2 separate regions of the Mus musculus genome follow, and region 1 is linked to region 2. A link is a contact called in public Hi-C data. All regions are on one chromosome and are shown on one strand. The core of a region is the stretch at or near the end of the contact, and the rest is flanking DNA. Distances in the headings are between cores, read along the strand shown. Region 1 holds the start of Sult1b1 (sulfotransferase family 1B, member 1). Region 2 has its middle 43 kb from the start of Ugt2b38.

Region 1 (4,903 bases), core at 1,239-3,738, 160 kb before region 2:
CATTGAGCGCTTTTGCAATTTGAGTATCTTTTTCATAATTTTTAAAAAATTGATTAATTTATTTATTTACATTTCAAATGTTATACCCCTTCCCAGTGACCCCTCCACAAGTCCATTATCCCCTCCTCCCTCACCCCTGCCTCTTTGAGGCTGCTCACCCATCCACCCACTTCTGCCTCACTACTCTAGCATTCCTGTATCGGTCATCAAGCCTCCATAGGACCAAGGGACTCCCCTCCCAGTGATGCCAGATAAGGCAATTCTCCATTAATGTCTTGCTATGCTGAGAATATCTAACTTCCAGTATCTGCTTTTAACTCTTTGGATTCAATAGAATGCGTTTGAAGCGTGCTGGGATTTGGGGGTGGTGTGGCAGGGTTCTTGTGAACTTTAAGCCCATTCAGGAACAAACAAACCCTTCTGCAATGTTTTCTGCCCAATCATACATCCACTGTTAAATACACTCGTGCACACTGTGAAGAGCACACCGACTGTGGTGACTAGAGTTGTGATTGTAGAACTAGGTTCATGTGTAACAGACAGAAATAAATTTTGTTATTTATTTACTGTAAACACACTTGGCTGAAAAAAAAAAGTCAATAGCAGAAACAGACTCATGTTTTCCTTCCTTCCTTCCTTCCTTCCTTCCTTCCTTTCTTTCTTTCTTTCTTTCTTTCTTTCTTTCTTTCTTTCTTTCTCTCTCTCTCTCTTTCTTTTCTCTTTCTCTCTCTCTCTTTCTCTCTTTCTTTCATGTTTTTCAGTACTGTGTCTCACAAACAGTTCTGATTAAAGAGACAGGTCTTTTCATGTGAAGAATCACTCAGTCTTAACGTCAGATGACTCAGTTACTGTCTCCTAAGGTACATATTCTTAATCCTATTTTAATCTGTTGGATGTTCCTAGAATGAATTTTAGGTACTTTAATCTTAGGTTATGTCTCTACTTGAATGAAGATTTTGTATAAGTGAAAAAAGAATCTCCATAGCTTTTCCTGCGTGACTTACAGGCTTTTTGTTAGTCTATTCCATATTTTACAGGGAACACCATGTTTCAGCATATCTGGCTCAACAATACCAACCATTGATAGCTTTTCTGTCCTCTGTCCTCTATCTGTCCTATAATACTGAACTCAGAATTAACCATTCTGTCTGTTCAGTCAGCCTGGTAACTGATAGGTGGCAGAACTGCTCGTGCATGCCTTCCCTGGTGCGGTGGCTCTGTTCAGAACTGCGTGCATGGATTGTTCTCACGGTACACACTTCATTTACTGCTGTTAGAGTTTTCCTATGTGAGGAGCTTGAGGTCTAGGTGGAGAAGAAATAATTCCTTGACTTAAAAGAAATCCCCTCACAAAACAAAAAGACTCTTATATGCATGGGTTAAGTTACAGCTCTTTTAAAACACAGGGCTGAGCCCACAGTACATAAGCAGCATGAGTCAGTGAGCAGGCCAAAGTCCATTCCTGGTGGCCACTCCTCCTTTGTGATTCTGGACAGGATAGAGCTGCTTCCTCATTCCAAATACAAAATGAAAGGCACATCTTAAGACTGGGTAAAGAGGTGATTGGGGTGAAGAACTCTTGGAAGAGGGACTGGGAAGGGGGCACAACATTTGGAATGTAAATAAAACAACTTTTAAAAAGACTGGGTAAGGAATGGTGATAATGGGTAAAAAAAAAAAAAGCAATATATTTTCTTGACACTGAATCCACTTTCGTCAATTACATATCTATGAACTACATTGGTAGAGATTAATTAAAGTGACTTAGAATCATCTTTCTTAAATTTTAAGGCATTGCTTATTACAGAGAATTTCAGGATCTCATTAAAATGTAGATCCTAAGCCTAAATTGGGACCTGGATACCGTGATTTTCTAATAAGATCTCAGAAGAGACCAATAGCACAGGCATATGTACACAGACCAGAACTTACTTCTGATATGTCAGTTTATGTTATAAATATAAAACAGTACTAGAAGCTAAATTAAAAATTAAGACTTTATGGGTAACTTAATCAAATTAAAAAGAAATCAAAATACCTCTAATTCCAAGGTGCTCATATAGCTGAAGCCTACAGTTGCATGTGTGGGCATGCACAGAGATTTATAGCATCCTGCATCATTTCCTTAAGACTAGTGACAAAGAAACAATTCCTAGAAGAGGACAAAATGTATGCAGGGTTTTCAGTGTAAAACTCAGAATGACAATAAACTAACTCTAAAGTTACCTCCACTTACACTAAAATATCAGCTAAAGTGCTAATATTTTAGTGTAAATGGAGGGTTTTTTTTCTAGAATATATCTGTCTAAAATGATTTAATTTACTGAGGCATAATCCCCCTTCTCTTAAAAGCTTATTTTGAAAACCTTTGTTATGTTTTCATAGAAGCATTTTTTGCCCTTGCCAGTCTGTAGTGTTACACCCACAAGTTACCCTTCGTGTTTCCGTGTGTACTGTGATAAAGCCAAAGTTCACTTTGTATTATATAGTCTTAAGTTTAACACTTGTCACACAGAACCTGATTTTTACTCCTTCTATTCCTTCTGTTCAGCCTGCTGCAAAAATGAGTGCCTCAGAAGACGTTTGGAGAAAAGATCTGAAGATGATCCATGGCTACCCCATGATCTATGCTTTTGCACTCAATTGGGAAAGGATTGAAGAGTTCCAGAGCACACCAGGTGACATTGTAATAACCACTTACCCTAAATCAGGTGAGTCCTTCATCCTGAAAAATCCAGGTTTAATCTGCCTTTTTTGTCTTACATTTTTCTTTTATTCATGTGTATATGTATAGCTGTTTATATGTGGGGAACTTGTGTATGTGTGTGAGTGGCCACAGAAGTGAGATGAATCCTATCTTCAGAGCTGGTATGGGGACTGTGGAGGGACATGTTAGAATTTAGAGGGAGGGATGGGAGGGGCAAATGATGTCATGGTGTTGTCATCTCAAAAAGTATTTTTTTTTAAAATAACAAAAATGTTTCATGTTTACATGTGTGAGTTTCTCAAAGTGTAAATCATTAAATAATAACCAAACCATTAAGACAAAGAGACAAAGTTTGGAGCTAAGACGAAAGGATGGACTATCCAGAGACTACCCCACCTGGGGATCCATCCCATAATCAGCCACCAAACCCAGACACTATTGCATATGCCAGCAAGATTTTGCTGAAGGGACTCTGGTATAGCTGTCTCCTGAGAGGCTATGCCAATGCCTGGCAAATACAGAAGTGGATGCTCACACTCATCTATAAGATGGAATACAGGGCCCCTAAGGAGAACCTAGAGAAAGTACCCAAGGAGCTGAAGGGGTCTGCAACCCTATAGGTGGAACAACAATATGAACTAACCAGTACCCCCAGAGCTCATGTCTCTAGCTGCATATGTAGCAGAAGATGGCCTAGTCAGCCATCACTGGGAAGAGAGGCCCCTTGGTATTACAAACTTTATATGCCTCAGTTCAGGGGAACGCCAGAGCCAAGAAGTGGGAGTGGGTGGGTAGGGGAGCAGGGTGGGGGGAGAGTATGGGGGACTTTCAGGATAGCATTTGAAATGTAAATAAAGAAAATTTCTAATAAAAAAAAAAGACAAAGAATCTGATCATGGATTCTGTTACAGGTACTACTTGGCTTAGTGAGATTGTAGACATGGTTCTAAATGATGGAAATGTTGAAAAATGTAAGAGAGATGTTATCACCTCCAAAGTTCCAATGTTGGAACTGAGTGTTCCTGGAATAAGAATATCAGGTAAGATCAGATTATAATTCTTGCAAGAGTATGCTTACCTAACATTGTCCTATTTGTAATTTCAATTCAGAATTAGAAGAATAAAGAAAGAAAAAAGAAACAGAGCATAGGTGTTTGCATAATTGTAAAGAATTACTCACTGTAGTTATAGAATTATTAATAAAATGTGCATCATCTCATCAATGAATGCACACAAATATTGTAACATTAGAAAGTAAATTAACTTATATCAATTCTATAGCTCTCATAGAACCAAAGAATGAAACTGAACAAGATATAATCATAAGAAAGATTGCCTTAGATGGCACATTCAATTCTAGCTACACATAATTACAGCCCAAAGTTATACAGATATTTTGAGAAAAGATAATGTAGAAACATGAAGCATCATGTTAATGGGAAGTGTTAATGGATTGATGCATAAAAGACCTTAGGGCAACACATGGACTAAAGCAACAGTGGAGAAAAAGGAAGGAGTGGGGTGTGAAGCAACGTGAATCATATACTGTAGGATTAAATATAAAAATGTGAAATGCTTTAAAATTTTTTAAATTTTATTCTAAACATGCTAGGGAAGACGTTGAATGGATTTAGAATTTGGGAGTCAGTCATTGAGTGGCATTTTTGTTGTTTCAAATACAAAGTCTACATAGGTGGCTATGTGAGATTGAATTTGTATTGCTAGAGATATACTTTAGATTGACTGGCTGACAGATCACCTACAAAGTATGAGGAAATTGAAGAGTGAAGGGTGAGTCCAGAAGTTTTATTTAGGTCAACCAAGTGTTCTATGAAGCCATGGGTTTATTTGGAAACTTGGGAAGGGTGAATTTGGGTAAGGTTATTAATAATTCTGAATAAAATGTTAGATTTCAGGTATTGGATATTTTAAATAATCAATTGAAAGAGATTCATTTGGCAACTTTCAGCCTAATTAGACCTTGGAAGCAAGGCTATTGACCAACAAAAGTGTAATCAAAATATAATGGCTATCTATAAAAGTACCATCATGAAGAGTTTGAGATAGTAGAGATAACAAAACCGTTAAAGCTAGGAGGGACTAGAAATGCCTGGTCATACAGGCAACCGTAAAATGTCATTTTAAGGGAACCTATATAAGAACACAGGAGAGTGGGAGTCATCCTTCCCACACTTC
Region 2 (4,826 bases), core at 2,229-4,728:
GTATAACTTCTTCTTTAAGGGATTTTTGTGTTTTATATTTAAGGTCTTCTACCTGTTTACCTGTGTTCTCTTGTATTTCTTTAAGGGAGTTAGTTATGTCCTTTTTAAATTCCTCTATCATCATCATGAGATGTGATTTTGAATCAGTCTTGCTTTTCTGGTGTGTTGGTGTAATCAAGATTCACTGTGTGAGAGAACTACGTTTTTATGATACCAAGTAGTCTTGGTTTCTACTGCTTATGTTCTTACACTTGCCTTTCACCATCTGGTTATCTATGGTGTTAACTGGTCTTGCAAAAAAAAGAAAAGAAAAGAATAAGAATTCAGCCGGGTGTGGTGGTGCACCCCTTTAATCCCAGCATTTGGGAGGCAGAGGCAGGCAGATTTCTGAGTTCGAGGCCAGCCTGGTCTACAAAGTGAGTTCCAGGACAGCCAGGGCTATACAGAGAAAGAGTGTCTCAAAAAGCCAAAAAACAAAAACAAACAAACAAACAAAAAACTGGTCTTGCTGTCTTTGACTTTGTCTTGTCCCTCCTGCAAGCCTGTGTGTCAGTACTCCTAGGAGACCAGTTCTCCCCGGGAGGGACTTGGGTATGGAGAATTATGGTACAGGATCAGCTCTTAGGTGAAGACAGAGACCAGAAAACTCCTGTCCAAGGCAACGCCTCAGCTCCTGTGTCCTGAGGATTCTGGGCAGGTTCCTCTGAGCAGCAGTGGTGGACCTACCTGCACTCATAGGCACTCCTGGGAGGTTTGCTCCCTACTGGTGCTATGGGTATATTGTCAGAGGATCTGCTACAGGCAGAGATGGAAACCAGAAGGCCTATTTTCATTTTTCTATTCTTTACTTTTTTTAAAGGTGACAATAATTTTAATGGATTTCTTATTGCTCAGCTTGATTGACTTGTCTCCCAGACAAAACAAAAATGAAAGTCATTCATTCAAAGTCATCATAACTTAATGCTAGGAGATATTTTTCTACAACAAAAATTACTTTCTTTATTTCACATCTTGTAGCTTCTATAATGTTTTATATATTTATAATAATTTCAAATTTTATTAACAAATCTCTACATTTAAATATTTTAGGAAAGGCTTAAGATTTTGACTTCATTGAATTCTTCATTTTAGTAATGCATTTTATTCATGTGTTGAATTAATTTGACTCTAGGTAAAAGATCATATACTCTGTACATTTAAAGTTTGGCGATTCTGACACAAGGGTTTTTCCTTTTCTTTTCTTTATTAGATATTTACTTTATTTACATTTCAAATATTGTCCACTTTCCTGGTTTCCCCTCTGAAAGCCCCCTATTCCCTCCCACCCCTCTCTGCTCACCAACCCACCCACTCCTGCTCCCTGGCCCTGACATTCCCCTCCACTGGGGCATAGAGACTTCACAGGACCACGGGACTTTCCCCCATTGATGTCCAACTAGGCCATCCTCTGCTACATATGGATCTGGAGCCATGAATCCCACCATGTTTACTCTTTGGTATTCCGACTGCTAGTTAGACCATCATTTATTGAAGATGCTTTCTTTTTTCCATTGTATATTTTTGGCTTCTTTGTCAAAGATCAAGTGTCAATTAAGTGTGTGGTTTTATTTCTGTGTCTACAATTCTATTTTATTGATCAATTTGTTTGTCTGTGTACCAATACCATGCAGTTTTTAATAACTATTGCTCTGTAGTACAGCTTGAGTTCAGGGATGCTGATTCTCCCAGTTCTTTTATTGTTAAACATGGTTGTTGTTTTTTTTTTTTTTTTCCTATCCTGGGCTTTGTTTCCCATATGAAATTCAGAATTGCTCTATCCTTGTCTTTGAAGAATTTATTGGAATTTTGATGGAGTTTGCATTGAATCTGTAGATTGCTTTTGGTAGGGTAGCCTTTTTAACTATGTTAATCCTACCAATCCATGAGCATGGGAGATACTTACATTTTCTGAGGTCTTTGATTTCTTTCTTGAGAGACTTGAATTTCTGGCTATACATATCTCTCAGTTATTTGGTTAGAATTACCCCAAGATATTTTATATTTGTGACTATTGTGAAGTGTGTCATTTATTTTCTTTCTCCACTCCATTTATCATTTGTATAAATGAAAGGATACTGATTTGTAATTTTATATCCAGCCACTTTGTTTAAGTTTTCAGATGTAGAGTTTTCCTGGAAGAATTTTTGGAGTCACTTAAGCATACTATCATATCATCCAGAAATAATGATACCTTAACTTCTTTTTTTCCAAATTGTACCTCCTAGATCTCTGAGCTAGGGCTAGGGAGAGCCTTGTCTTGTTCATGATTATAGTGAGATTGCCTTAAGTATCTCTCCATTTTTAATTTGATATTGGCTGTTTGTTTGCTGTATATTACTTTTATTATATTTAGGAATGGACCTTAAGTATCTCTCCAATACTTTAACATGATGGGGAGTTGTATTTTGTCAAAGCCTTTTTTAGCATCTAATGAGATGATCATGTGATTTTTTTCTTTGAGTTTACTTATATAGTGGGTTACATTAATATATTTTCATATATTGAACCAACCTTGCATGTCTGAGATGAAGCCTACTTGATCATGGTGGATGATGGTTTTGATACATTCTTTGGTTCAGTTTGCTAGAATTTTCCTAAGTATTTTTGCATTGATATTCACAAACGTAAATTAGTTGGGAGTTTTCACTCTTTGTTGTGTCTTTGTGTGGTTTAGGTATCACCATTATTGTGGGATTTATTTGTTTCCTTTTTAAGGCTTCTACCTATTTACCTGTGTTTTCCTGTATTTTTTTTTTGGGTGGGGGGAGGTTTATATCCTCCTTGAAGGACTCAATTATGTTCATGAAATAGAATTTTAGGTCAGCATCCTGGTTTTCAGGTGTGTTGTGATATCCAGGGCTTACTGTGGTGGCAGAACTGGGTTCTCATGCTGCCAAAGTATATTGGCTTTATTGCTTATGGTCTTGTGCTTGCATGTCACCATCTGCTTATCTCTGGTGCTAACTGGTCTAGGTTTCTCAGTATGGAGTCTGACTCATCTGTCAATGGGTTGCTTTCCATCTCGTGGGAGACCAGTGGCTCTGACTGTAACAGATAACCTTGGAGGTCTTCAGACTGTGGGGCCTTCTGGGAGCACACAAGCTGATGATTTGTTGTCCTGGGTGCAGCAGATCTTTTTGGAGGCCTTCAGACTGTGGGGTCTTCACAGTAGCAGACAAGCTGATGACCTGTCATCGTGGAATGCTCAGGCTAGGGGGCAGGTGGAGTTCGAGTGGAGGGGATGTGTTCTGAGTCTGCTGGGATCATCAGGGTTCCCAGCTGCTACAATTATTTGGGAGGGTCCCTTACCTTTTGCCCTGAGTACAGGAGATCTCCTGGGAGACCTTCAGACTCTGGGGTATCTAGAGGGGCAGATAAACTCATGTTTTTCTATCAACACAGTAATGTTCATTTCCTTATCAGCTTTGAGCAGTGCCAGTTATATTTTAACTTCTTGGCTAATGCTTCTTGGATAAAAGGTCAAGCAGTGACAAAAGGGATTACACTCTGAACAGAAGGACTTTAATTTTCAGGATGCTTTGGAAGTGGATTTCTGTTCTGCTGCTGCTGCAGATAAGTTGCTGCTTCAGATCTGCAAAGTATGGGAGGGTGTTGTTGTGGCTGGTGGACTACAGTCACTGGATGAATATAAAGATAATACTGGATGAACTTGTACAGAAGGGCCATGAAGTCACTATTCTGAGACCTTCAATTTCCATTTTTCTTGATCCCACAGTATTGCCTGGCCTTAAGTTTGAAACTTTTTCTACATCCTTCAGGAATGATGACATGGAAATTATTTTTGCTAGTGTTGTGGATATATGGACTTATGAGTTTCCAAGAGATACATGTTTATCATATTCCCCTTTACTACAAAATATAATTGATGAATATTCTGATTAATCTCTAATTCTTTGTAAAAACACAGTTTCAAACAAACAGCTCATGGCAAAACTCCAAGAATCCAAGTTTGATGTTACTTTGTCAGATGCTGTTGGTCCCTGTGGGGAGCTCATAGCTGAACTGCACCAAATTCCTTTTCTATATAGTCTTGGCTTTTCCCTGGCTAACAACTTGAAAAATACAGTGGAGGACTTCCTCTCCCTGCCTCTTATGTACCTGTAATTTTGTCAGGATGAGGTGGCCAAATGACATTCAAAGAGAGGGATAAAAATATGATATGTATGCTTTATTTTGACTTTTGTTTCCAGACATTTAGGGAGAAGAAATGGGGTCAGTTTTACAGCGAAACTTTAGGTAAGTTATGCTTCTCTTCACAGGCTTAACATGTTTCACATGTATATTAAGATGCATTTCTGTTAAGTACAAAGTGGAGTCTTTTACAGGTGGTCAAATGTAATTATATTAGCTAACAAACTCTCTGTAAAAGCTCATATTATTGATCAAATAGAAGACGGTAGTAGTCCTGATATAAGACATTCTAGTTAGCTATATGGTGACAAAGAGAAGCATTTAGTCCCTAAATATTTTTTTATCTCATTTAATACAAAAGGTTTCTCTATTTTAACAAGACCCTAGCCAGGTACTCAAATTTTGATCCGTGTAGATTCAAGAATGATGTGTGTGTGTGTGTGTGTGTGTGTGTGTGTGTGTGTGTGTGTGTAATATTGAAGAAATTAATTTCTTTTACCTAGGCCAGTATCAGTTTTGAAAATTAAGTGGTGTGGGTTGTGAGAATATGACCAAAAGTTTAAGAATGTTCTTTCCACATTTTTAGTACCTGTTGTCTATTCCTAACACCCACTTGTGTCCAGTGTTTCAAAATT

What was found. A called contact is a pair of places that touch in the nucleus more often than the background predicts.
Region 1: a contact with region 2 is called in a Hi-C map of liver, with 2.7 times the contacts expected there. The contact joins the promoter of Sult1b1 here to the enhancer-like site in region 2. A contact is called at or near these places in 1 of 39 promoter capture datasets (liver), 1 of 484 Hi-C or Micro-C datasets (liver), 1 of 115 datasets of contacts at active chromatin or transcription factors (liver) and 2 of 9 other capture datasets (adipose tissue and pancreatic islet).

Annotation. Positions count from the first base shown.
Region 1 is chr5:87,532,745-87,537,647 of GRCm38.p6, reverse strand. Sult1b1 (sulfotransferase family 1B, member 1) reads left to right here and starts at 2,488. Exons shown (of 7, transcript NM_001382837.1): 1 at 2,488-2,711; 2 at 3,619-3,747. The coding sequence starts at 2,564.
Region 2 is chr5:87,378,668-87,383,493 of GRCm38.p6, reverse strand. It overlaps the pseudogene Gm21049. Among named protein-coding and RNA genes, the nearest start is that of Ugt2b38, 43 kb to the left of the region's middle. Within about 2 kb of position 3,478, at least 11 of the 459 cell types and tissues checked have an H3K27ac peak or open chromatin away from gene starts, as enhancers often do. A contact at or near this core is called in liver, where this site is marked.